Linked DNA regions of Sus scrofa: all the other regions are linked to region 3. Evidence: chromatin contacts called from public Hi-C and promoter capture Hi-C data. All regions are on one chromosome and are shown on one strand. The core of a region is the stretch at or near the end of the contact, and the rest is flanking DNA. Distances in the headings are between cores, read along the strand shown. Region 1 holds the start of DCAF10 (DDB1- and CUL4-associated factor 10). Region 2 holds the start of EXOSC3 (exosome complex component RRP40). Region 3 holds the start of POLR1E (DNA-directed RNA polymerase I subunit RPA49).

The links. Promoter capture Hi-C pulls out the DNA fragments that hold promoters and counts their contacts. Hi-C and Micro-C count contacts between places; a contact is called where the count stands out from the background.
Region 1: a promoter capture Hi-C map of liver shows a contact between it and region 3, with 2.7 times the contacts expected there. The contact joins the promoter of DCAF10 here to the promoter of POLR1E in region 3. A contact is called at or near these places in 2 of 5 promoter capture datasets (fetal liver and liver) and 1 of 2 datasets of contacts at active chromatin or transcription factors (alveolar macrophages).
Region 2: a Hi-C map of embryonic fibroblasts shows a contact between it and region 3, with 1.7 times the contacts expected there. The contact joins the promoter of EXOSC3 here to the promoter of POLR1E in region 3. A contact is called at or near these places in 1 of 5 promoter capture datasets (liver), 1 of 47 Hi-C or Micro-C datasets (embryonic fibroblasts) and 1 of 2 datasets of contacts at active chromatin or transcription factors (alveolar macrophages).

The regions. Positions count from the first base shown.
Region 1 is chr1:238,565,475-238,568,873 of Sscrofa11.1, forward strand. It overlaps DCAF10 (DDB1- and CUL4-associated factor 10), which reads left to right and starts at 2,139. Exons shown (of 8, transcript XR_002336817.1): 1 at 2,139-2,762. LOC102166243 (a long non-coding RNA gene) reads right to left here and starts at 2,076. Exons shown (of 3, transcript XR_001306523.2): 1 at 1,924-2,076.
Region 2 is chr1:238,539,572-238,543,452 of Sscrofa11.1, forward strand. EXOSC3 (exosome complex component RRP40) reads right to left here and starts at 2,185. Exons shown (of 4, transcript XM_001929006.4): 1 at 1,218-2,185; 2 at 386-535. The coding sequence starts at 1,541.
Region 3 is chr1:238,196,212-238,199,683 of Sscrofa11.1, forward strand. POLR1E (DNA-directed RNA polymerase I subunit RPA49) reads left to right here and starts at 1,448. Exons shown (of 12, transcript XM_021066147.1): 1 at 1,448-1,612; 2 at 2,475-2,578. The coding sequence starts at 1,537.

The DNA of each region.
Region 1 (3,399 bases), core at 889-3,388, 370 kb after region 3:
AAAATGAAACCTTTTTAAAAAAATTTTTTTCTTTTTATGGCCACACCTGTGGCATGTGGATGTTCCCAGGTTAGGGGTCGAATTAGAGCTGCAGCTGCAGACCTGTGCCACAGCCACAGAAACACTGCATCCGAGCCACATCTGTAACCTACGCTGTTGCTTAGAGCAATGCCGTATCCTTAACCCACTGCATGAGGCCAGGGATGGAACCTGTATCCTCACAGAGACAACTCCAGGTCCTTAACCACTGAGCCATGACAGGAACACCAGGAAAATGTAACCTTTTAAAGATGAGTTTTGAGAGGAGGGGGTGGGGGGCCTAGAAAAGAAAAAAGAGGAGGAAAAAATGAATTTTATTTAACTTACTGAGAAAGTTGGTAACATTGGTGAATAAATCATGGTCAAGGTTTTGTAGACAAAAAAAATTTTAGCCATTGACCATAACTTGGGAATCAAGCAGAGGGCGTTTATTAAGTAATTGTTGCAGTTAGAAGTTATAGGCCGCTAAGGGACATTATTTGTTAATTATAAAACAGACACCTATCCCTTACATGGGGAATATCTTCAAAGGAGTAGCTGCCTTGATCTCTGAACACAGGATGCTTGCTTCTTTCTCATTTTTCAGTCAGCTCATGGAAAGGAGAGCTGAGTAACTACTAACGTTACTGGTTGGAGGACTTGCTAAATGATTAGCCCTCTTTGAATCTCATTCCTTTCCTCCAGAGATCCTTCGGACTATCCTAAACAGTCATCAAATGGGAGCTTTCTATAACTCAGTTCTTGATCAATGCCTAGAAGGGTTGTCAGTTCTTCTACCTTCCTCTTTTTGTACCTCAAGCTTCCCTTTACTGAAGATCCTCCTTCCCTCCCCAACAAACACCCCAGTTCCAGTCAATCTTTTTCTGAAAACGACTTCTATGTATTTATCTTCAACATAAGTGATGAATAGCCTTGCATCTGTTATGCCCTTCATGCCTTGCTTGGCAGATATAAACAGGATTTATCCTAGGCTCCACTGCTTGTGGGGTTAAGTTGATTCAGGTCTCCAGCTTCCCTCAGTGATTCCTGGATGGACAGGTGTTCCTTCCTGCAGAGAGTAAGGCTTTGACCTTGATAAAATCTTTTTTTTTCCCCCTCAGGTTCTATTATTTATTTATTTCCTTTTTCTTTTTAAGGGTGCACCTGTGGCTTATGGAACTTCCTAGGCTAGGGACTGAATCAGAGCTGCAGCTGGCAGCCTGTGCCATAACCAGGGCAACACCCCAGATCGGAGCCTCGCCTGTGGCCTACGCTGCAGCTTGCAGCAACTCCAAATCCTTAACCCATTGAGTGAGGCTAGGGATTGAACCCCATCCTCACAGACACTATGTCAGGTTCTTAACCTGCTAAGCCACAACTGGAACACCTATTATTTTTTAAAATTTAATTTTATTGGAGTATAGTTGACTTAAAATGTTGTACTAGTCTCAGGAGTACAGAAGTCTTAACCTATTAGATCAAGTACCTGGGAGTTGGGCAGATCTCCAGAGCACTAGTAGGCCCCGTTTTTCCGGCACTGTACAGACCACGGTTTTTTGTTTTGTTTTGTTTTTTGGATAATACTCGTGGCATGTGGAAGTTCCCAGGTCAAGGACTGAACAAGCCACAACAGTGACAACACCGGATCCCTGACCCACTGAACCACCAGGGAATGCCACAAACCAGAGCTTTTTAATGTAGACGTTAACCTGAGTCCCTAGAGTCCCAGGCTCAGTAGGTAGTACACCATGGCACCTAGAGTGTGTGATTAGCACATAATATGGTCCTCTTTTCCCTTCGCTGGTCTCAGTGTAAAGCAGGGATGTTTAATAAACAGTACATAAGCATACCCGGCCTCTTAGACTGACTAGTTTGACAACCTGTCATTGACAACAGCATACTCACAGTGTCGCACGCTGTGCCCAGATCTTAACGCTACCCCCATGCAGCCCAGGCCCTGGGCATCCTCAGCTGCGCGCACACAACAGATAGTCATTCCCGATCTCCAATGGCAGGTCGGCTGCACCCGCAGTGGCCAGGTGTTCCCACTTTCTTGGTCCCCGGCGGATGACCGCCGAGGGGCGGTGCGCGTTTCCCAGCCGGCAGAGTTAGGCAGCTGCACGCCGGAAGTGGCGGCAGGAGCGGGAGCGCTGAGGTGTCGGCCGGCAGGGCAGTGGCCCGGGGCGGGGGGCGCTGGTCATGTTTCCCTTCGGGCCGGGTAGCCCCGGAGGGGACGAGGCGGCCGGGGCCAGGGCTGAGGAGCCGGCACCGCACGGGAGGCAGGGGGCAGCCGCCGGCCCGCTCCCTTCCCCTCCCGCGCCCCCTCAGCCGGGGGCTGACGCCGCCCCTCCCCCATCGCCCTGCGGGAGCCCTCCCCGCCCGTGCGCCCCCTCGCTGCTCCCAGCCGGGCGCGCTGGGGAGCTCCGGCAGCCCGGAGCTCTAGAGTCCTCAGCCGCTTCCGCCCCGGGAGAGCCGTCACCGCCCTCCCCGCCCCGCCGGCGACCCGGGCCAGACTGCCGGGCTGGACGCCGGTACAGCCTCGGCGCCGTCCTGGGGGTTCCTGGCGCCCGGCTGTTCGGGTGGCTGAGAGAGCGCAGCCTGGGCCGCGGGCTGTTCGTGGACCCGGCGCGGGACAATTTCCGCACCATGACTAACCTCTATGGTTCCATCCATCCCGCGGACTCGGTATACCTCAGCACCCGCACCCACGGGGCGGTCTTCAATCTCGAGTACTCTCCCGACGGGTAAGCGCAGCCCCTCGGAGGGTGGAGGCCCGCCTCGCCTGGCGCGGCTGCAGGTGGGCCGCTGCCCGGGTCCCGCTGGCTCGACCCGAGCTGGGGTTTGGGAGTCCGTTTAGGGCAGCCGGCCTTCGTGCCTCTGGCTCTTTGTGAAGCGCTGTATCGCTTTTGAAGGCCTCATCCAGCCCCTGGAGGTAGGTGAGCCCGTGCTGTTTGCTCACCTTCAGGACCAGAGCTCTGTGAAGGAGTGGTGCCTAAAGCCCCTCATCACATCTGTCAGAGCCAGTCCAGAACTAGGGTTTTCTGGTGTACCATAGATGCTTGGTAAACACACTTTGGATAAATGCCCATTCTTTCCCTGTCACCCTACCTAGGCTTGTTTCTTTCCTATCTAAATAAGCTTGATCAAGGCTAAGGGAGTCTGCAGACTCCCTGTACCCTGTGCCTGACTTGCCCTGGGGAGACAAGTCCGGTTTTCTTCGTTCCTTTGCTCCAGTAAGATACTAAGACGCTGCAGAGAGGTGTTTTGTGGGGCATCTGTGAAGTTCTGAGGCTAGACCGCATGCTTCTGTTAAGGGTATACAGCCTTTTTCCTGGCTAATTAGATATTCCGTGTTTGGCCTTGGTTTACTTTGAGCTATAG
Region 2 (3,881 bases), core at 935-3,434, 340 kb after region 3:
GGGAAAGTGATCTGACAAGCTGTGAGATGCTACTCCTGGGACTCACACTGGGATAGACAACTGACATGGCAATGTGCACCACTTTCCCCTCTTTCCTCCCTGAGCCTATTGCCTTGTCCAGGGCATATAGACATAATAACAATGGAGAAAACAGATATAATCTTTCAACTCAGTAGAGATGAAAACATCCCCTGATGGAGCAAATGAAAAATAAGTATGAGGTCTGGTCCCAGAGCGAGCATCTCAAAGGGCTCTTAAAGCCTGGAGTGATAAGTCATCCTATAGAAACTGGGAAAATAAGACACTTAAGATAGCCCTCTGGATATCTGAGTGTTTAGGGATTGGGTATTTTTCTTACTTTTGAAACCAAAGGTCCTGTCATTACCTGAACATTTGGTCTGTTTCTTTTAGTTGCACCTTCAAATGCCAAGTAAGATAAAGAAGCTGGCTCACTCCCTCCAACATCAACTTTGAATATATCTCCAGATTTAGCGGTAACTATGCCAATCACATGGTCTCCTTTGACTGGAACATACTACAAAAGAAAACACAACGAGAGAATGAATGACCATAAATGACAGTCATTTTGAAGACATCTTCAGCAAGTCCTTAGTGGTTACTTTATTATCATTAGAAATACTTAGAAAATATTTGGAAATCCAAGTTTACCAATCAATACAAATCTTAAAACAAACTTGATCACATGCCACCTTCAGTAGAAGAAAAGCAATCACATGATAAGCTCTAAAGATTGCAGCTTCTAAACAGTATAATGTGTTCACTTAAGTCAGTATTCCACAACTCTTCTGTATCCTTCTGTTCCTGTATCCTCAGGAACTCCCTAGTTTTTGTTTGCATGAGTTCAGTGGTTTGTTTGCATAAGTCCCTGTGACATCTACTCATTGAGCCTGGTTCTTTGGGACCCTCAAAGACAAGTCTGCGGCTCCTTGACTTTTGGAGTTTTGAAGATAATGACGTGTCTCACAGCCCTTATCCCCTTATGTGACAAGATCTCCAAAATCCTTTCCTGGTCGCCCATCTCGGGTCACTTTACAGTTGTTCACAGTCCCCCTAAAGGAGTTGCGGAGGGTAAGCACAAGACTACGGTAGCTGTAGGCTAGCCTTAAAAGAGGGCTCCAGGGTCCCTTCTGTATTTCTCTCGAGGAGTCTTCCCAGCCCTCTCCCGGCCGTCCCACCCCTTCGGAGACCCGGCTCACCCGCTTCTGCTGCGAGTCCACCCAATAGACGCCACTGCCGCCGCCGCCGCCGGCCTCCTTGTGACGGAGGCGGCCGCACTTGGTGACCAGCAGCCGGTCGCCACAACGCCGCAAGCCCGGGCCACACACCACGCGCACCCGCGGGCGCGCTCCGGCGTTCAGGCGCAGCGGTCGCTCCCCTGCACCTCCTGGGCCTTCTCCGTCCTCCTGCTCAGGCAGCAGCAGCTCCTCACCCGGGAGCACCACCTGATCCAGCACTGTACGGGCTGCCCGCGCCCTGCAACCAGCAAAGGACTCCGCAGCATGAGCGGCTGGCTCAGCCATAGCGAGTGTAACTAAACAGTTTCCGGCTTCCGGGTCCGCGTCCAATCGCCAGGCCACCCAAAGCTTTCCGTTTCCGGCAGCACAGGCCTGTGGGACTTGAAACTACTGCAGTGATGCCTGACAGTTCTGTGCTCTCAGAGGTTGCCCCAAGGTAGCTATGATTGTCTCTAGCCGGCCGCTAATCCTGCGGTGGTCAGCAGGAGAAACGCGCAGCTTGAGTCTGTCGCGGAGCCTCCACTTCCGGTGTCTCGGATCGGACGGTGCGATACGAGACGGCGCCACCTTTGGTTCCCGGGGAGCCTTAGGAACTGAGCAGAGGTCCTTCTTGAGTTGGCTCTCCTTTCTGACTCTGCCCTCAAAAGGACCTTTACGAGGAAAAGTGTTTTCTTTTTCAGTATGAAATCTTTTTGGGTTTTGCTTGAGAATATATCTATTCACATAATGGAAAACATAGAGAAGAATAAGAACATAAAACGTGTTAGTCTTGCCGCCCGTTTGTCTCCCTTGCTAGATTGTCAGCTAGTTCCCATTGTTTGTAGCGCAGGTCCTGGCACGAAGTAGGTAATACCCGGTGAATAAAAGGAAGAATGAATGTTAACATTTTGATGTGCATTTCTACCTAGGCTTTTTTCCTCCCTTCGAATAGATACATATTGCATGCATATTTCCACATAATTGCGCTACCCCTAGCTGGCTTAGAAAAATCGCTAATGGCAGTTAAATCCTTGCTACTGCTTTCCCTGGAGCTAGCTTTAGTTGCCTATGTGAAAAGCAGTTGAATTCCAAATCAATAGCACATCAGCTCTGTTCTTCTGATTTTCAGGACTCTCACTTGAAATCATTTTCCAGAGTTCTCACTCGGGGCCTTGCTGTGACACAGATTCCATCCCTGGTCCAGTAACTTGCACATGCCTCGAGTGCGGCCAAAAAAAGAAAAAAAATTTTAAATCACCGTTTCCTCTGTCAACTGGCACCTCCAATTAGCCTTAGCCAAATAATCGTAGGAGTCAGAGCTCCTGGGGATTTGGGAGGGTGTGGCTCTGATCATATTTAAAAGAGATTACCTCTAATATACTCTCCATACTCTGTAAGATACTGGTGAGACACCTAAATAAGATACCAGAGGTCAACTGAAATGTAATTTTTGTTGTTTGTTTTGTAGTCAGTTGCTGTAAAAACAATCTGGTTGGTTACCTTTGCAGAAAGGATGGTGTAGATTATTTTTCTCTCCTCCCTACTCCAACCCAGTTCCTGAAGACCTGAATCCAGTAGGTATTAGGTGACCAAGACTAACTCAATCACGACTGGGCCAAGACCATGCCTGAATTGTGCTCAGTGACATTGGGTTACAGCCTGAGAGGTCAGGAAACGATCCCTGGATGGCCTCTCAGGCATCAGTAGAGGAGTCTCTGTCAGGAACTCAGCCCAGATACGGCTGAGGAGTCCTAACAAGGGCACTTCTGTGGGGGTGGCACGTGGGCACGCACATCCCTAAGTCCACAGACCAGAGGCCTGGAAAAGAGTGGTTACCTGAGACAGGAAGCTGAGGCCGGGAGGGGCGGGTCGAAAGTACCTCGTGGGCGGTGCTCTGCGCGACCCTCCCAAAAGGGCGTGCCCAGAGGGTGGGACGCTGGAAGGCACCCGGGAGGCGGGAAGGCAGCCTGGCCTGGGCACTGCGTGTCACCACGTAGGTGCTTCGCCGCCGCGGAGCCGTGTGGCCACTGGTGAGTAAGCGCGAAATGGGAGCAGCGGGCAGGCCCTGCATGCGGTTGCGTGGGAAGCCGAGGCCATTAGCAAGTGTGCGGAGTCCGGCTAGGAGCCGCGAACCCTGACGGCGGCACTAAGTGAGGCGTTGGGCCGCGATTGCGAAGTTCTTGTTTCCGAAAGGCGTGCTCAATGTTTTCTGGCTGTGAAAGTGGCTTCAGTGACTGGGGAATGCATAGGAGACCAGGGCCCGTGCAATCGGCCACGGACCTTCTAGCTCCTAGGCCGTACCTTGTTTTTGGCCTCCTTCCTGAGCCTTTCTGGCAGATCCTACCGAGTGGATTAGGCCTGCTTCTTGCCTGGGGGCCTTGTTGACCTGGAGCCAGTGCAGTAGAGGTGGTGCTGCACTTGACTGCCTCTGTGATTTACCTCTGCATTTCTCAGTATTTCCCTTGGGAAAATTACCAAATCGCCCTTTGGAAAGGTTGAACCAAACCTTGGCCTTCTGGACTCTTACCCAAAACTTCCTCTTTAGAAATCTTTGCTATTTGAGAAGTTGTTAAAGTGGTATCTCATGGCTGCTTTGCTTTGTTGATTGGTAAAGTTGAGCCTTTTTGTAGCTTTCAGTCTACAAGA
Region 3 (3,472 bases), core at 198-2,697:
AACTGAAGTGGGAAATGATGAGTATATGGTAGTAATGTAGCAATGTTAATTTCCTGATTTTTATGGCTGTAGTGTAGCCATTTAGGGATCGTTTTTGTCTGTAGGAAATACTATACATGGTCTTCAGGTGTGATGGGGCATCAGGTTGATAACTTACTCTAAAAAGTTCAGGGCCAGAAAATTTCTTTGCACTGTACTTGCAATTTTTCTGTAAGTTGAGATTTGGTAATTAGAAAAGACTTGCTCAGAAAAAGGAGAGCTCAGGTGTTATCTTTTTTTTTTTTTTTTTTTTGTCTTTTTGCCGTTTCTTGGGCCGCTCCAGTGGCATATGAAGGTTCCCAGGCTAGGGGTCTAATCGGAGTTGTAGCCACCGGCCTACGCCAGAGCCACAGCAACGCGGGATCCGAGCCGCGTCTGCAACCTACATCACAGCTCACGGCAACGCCGGATCCTTAACCCACTGAGCAAGGGCAGGGACGGAACCCGCAACCTCATGGTTCCTAGTCGGATTCGTTAACCACTGCGCCACGAAGGGAACTCCCAGGTGTTAATGTTTTTTAGATCATCTTGGAAGTACGTGCAGGGGGAGGGGAAGTCTCAAAAGAAGGCAATTTGGAAAACACAGATGAGTCAACCTGGTTCTTTCCCTTCAACAGTACCCTCCTTTGACTGAGAAAAACGGGTCCTAGCCTGGGCCCATGCTGAAAGATCTGCTTTAATCCTCCTTTTTGCCTAATAACTCCCCATGCGGTAGGGAGGGTTGAATCCGCGGGGACAAAGGACCATGCCTTCTGGTTCCCCCTTCTTGTCCACCCCAGAAGCTTTGAGTCTGCTGGGCCTCTCCCACTGGTCCATACTCTCAGAGTTGATTGAACCACAGGTGGTACTGTGCCAAGGTCCGAGAAGATGAGGTCATGTTACTGTTTACAGGATTGTGGATCACGTTTGGGCTTAAGGATTGATATCCAGGTGTGTGGATGGAGGTCCTGGAAAGCGGCCGGTCTCCGCCAGTCGCCACATTTAGTTAGCGTGCAAGGATTGCCTATCGAAAAATTCTAAATTTGAACTTGGACTTTCAGGCGTCAGTAAGACTTATTTGCCTCGGTGGTAGAGATAGACCATACCCTACCTAGACTCAGCCGCGAAGAAACCCGTCTATGCGCTAAAGCAAGACCTGAAGGTAGTGTGCTCCCTAGCGGCACACGACCTGTAAAGAGCAGGCCGAGTGCTGGGCCAATCACGTGTTGCGCCTTGCTGCGGAGGAAGGAGCGGGGCATAGGGAGCGCAGAGACCCCGCCTCTCCACGCGGAGGGGCGGGCGAAGAGTGAGAGGGGATGGCCCGCCTCAGAGCTCAGCGAGACAGCGCTTAGGGGCCGGGCCTGATGGGGGCGGAGCCACGCATCTCTGCGTGCGCAGGGCGGTGCCCGGAGAGGCCACGCCTCTTCCGCCCTGCCTTTTTTTTTTTTTTTTTTCCACCCGCGTGTACCTAGCGGACGCAGTTGTCTTAACTCCTGTGCTTGGCGGTAGAAGGGCGAGATGGCGGCGGAGGTGTTGCCGAGTGCAAGGTGGCTGTACTGTGGAGACCCCGAAGAGAGCCAGAGAGCTTTACTGGGTAAGGACTGCGGAGCCGGAGCAGAGCTCCCTGTAACTTCCTCCCTTTCTGTCTCGGTATCTACAGCCCTCGTCTTCCCTTACTGGTCCGTCCCCCTTCTCAGCTGGGCCAGATCCCTTCCAGGCTCTACTGCTACTTAGGGCTCGGCCAGGGTTCCTCTGTCATCTCACCGCGTTTCTGTCACCACCTTCCCGCTGAATGAGGCCTTACCAGTTACCCCTTCCCAGTACTCTAGACCCGGTCATCTCCTCACCCATCAAGTCTCAAACCTGCTCCATTTACTTTCCTCCATTGGGCAGAATTTTTCTTTATCTTTTTAGGTCTGGTCCAGGCCTCGTCAGTTAGTCCCATTTCCCCTAGTTATTCCCTCCCGTCGAAGCCCCTCTCTCCTCAGGCCTCCCCTTACCTTCCCATCCCCTCCCCATCCTCTTCCCACCTGGATCCGGATCTCCTTAAGCCCTCCTTTGGGGAGTTCCCATCATGGCTCAGTGGTTAACGAATCCGACTAGGAACCATGAGGTTGCGGGTTTGATTCCTGGCCTTGCTCATTGGGTTAAGGATCCGGCGTTGACGTGAGCTGTGGTGGTGGTCGGATCCCGCATTGCTGTGGTTCTGGCGTAGGCCGGTGGCTACTGCTCTGATTAGACCCCTAGCCTGGAAACCTCCATATGCCGCGAATTTGGCCCCAGAAAAGACAAAAAACAAACAAAAAACAAAAAAAAACCTCCTTTGGGCCAGGACCTGGGCCTCTTTGCCATCCCCATTCCTTCAGTCACTCCCTCTCATTGACTGTCTGTTTCCTCTGCATCATACTCTCTTGGTCCTTCTGCTCTCATGTCATTCCTGGGCTACAATCTTACAGTCCAGTTCTCCAATGGGAAGCTGCAGAATCCAGGCAACATGCGCTTCACCTTGTACAAGAGCAATGATTCCACAAACCCCAGGAAGAGGAGTCAGCGGATCCTGGTAAGTGCTGCAGTAGCTTGTTTTCTCCACTCTGCAGGCTTCAGGAGGCCCCTTGGGTGTGGAAGGGAGTGAGAGGAGAAAAGCAGGGGATAGCAGATTAGCCTTAAAGAACTTTGAGCCCCAGCAGGCTGGTGTGTGGGAGCAGGCTCCATTCAGTTTCACACTTATGGTGAAATGATAGCCCTTTATTCATTTGTTCATTCAGCAACCATCTATTGAACCCCCACTGTGGCTCTGGGCCGTAAGCAGCTAGGGAGACAACTAAGTCAGACATGGCCCCACCCGGAGGGAGCTCATAATCTAGAGCAGCATTTCTCAATCTCAGCACGACTGACCTTCTGACCCAGATAATTCTTTGTTGTGGGGACTGTTCTGCACATCCCTGGTGTTTAGCAGCTTCCCTGGTCTCTACCCAAATATACCTAGCACCTCCTCGTTGTGACAATAGCATGTCAGACATTCCCAGATGTCCCCATAGGGGTATTTCCCTGGGTTGAGAACCACTGATCTAGAGAAGTGAGAACTGGATGTAGGGGACACTTACACATAAGGAGACAAAGTTCAGGATTCCAGGGAGGGAGGGTACAGAGCAGGGCAAAGTGCGCTCTGCTTGCCAGAATGCCTTCTTGTGGCAGGATGCATTGGAGCCCTGAAGGATGGAGGAAGGTTTGACAGCTGAGGCTAATATTCCAAGTGAAGAGGACACCAAGGACAAACATGGGGAAGCAGGAAAACTTGGCTATGATTGAGGAGTATATTAGCCATTTCCATGGTCCTGGGAGCATGTAAGGAACAGTCATGGAAGAGGTGGCAAAGAGGTTCAAGAAGGGGTTAGACTTTGGGGTTGCCTGCAGGATCATTTTGTTGCATGCCTCTACGTGCTCAGCTACTCTC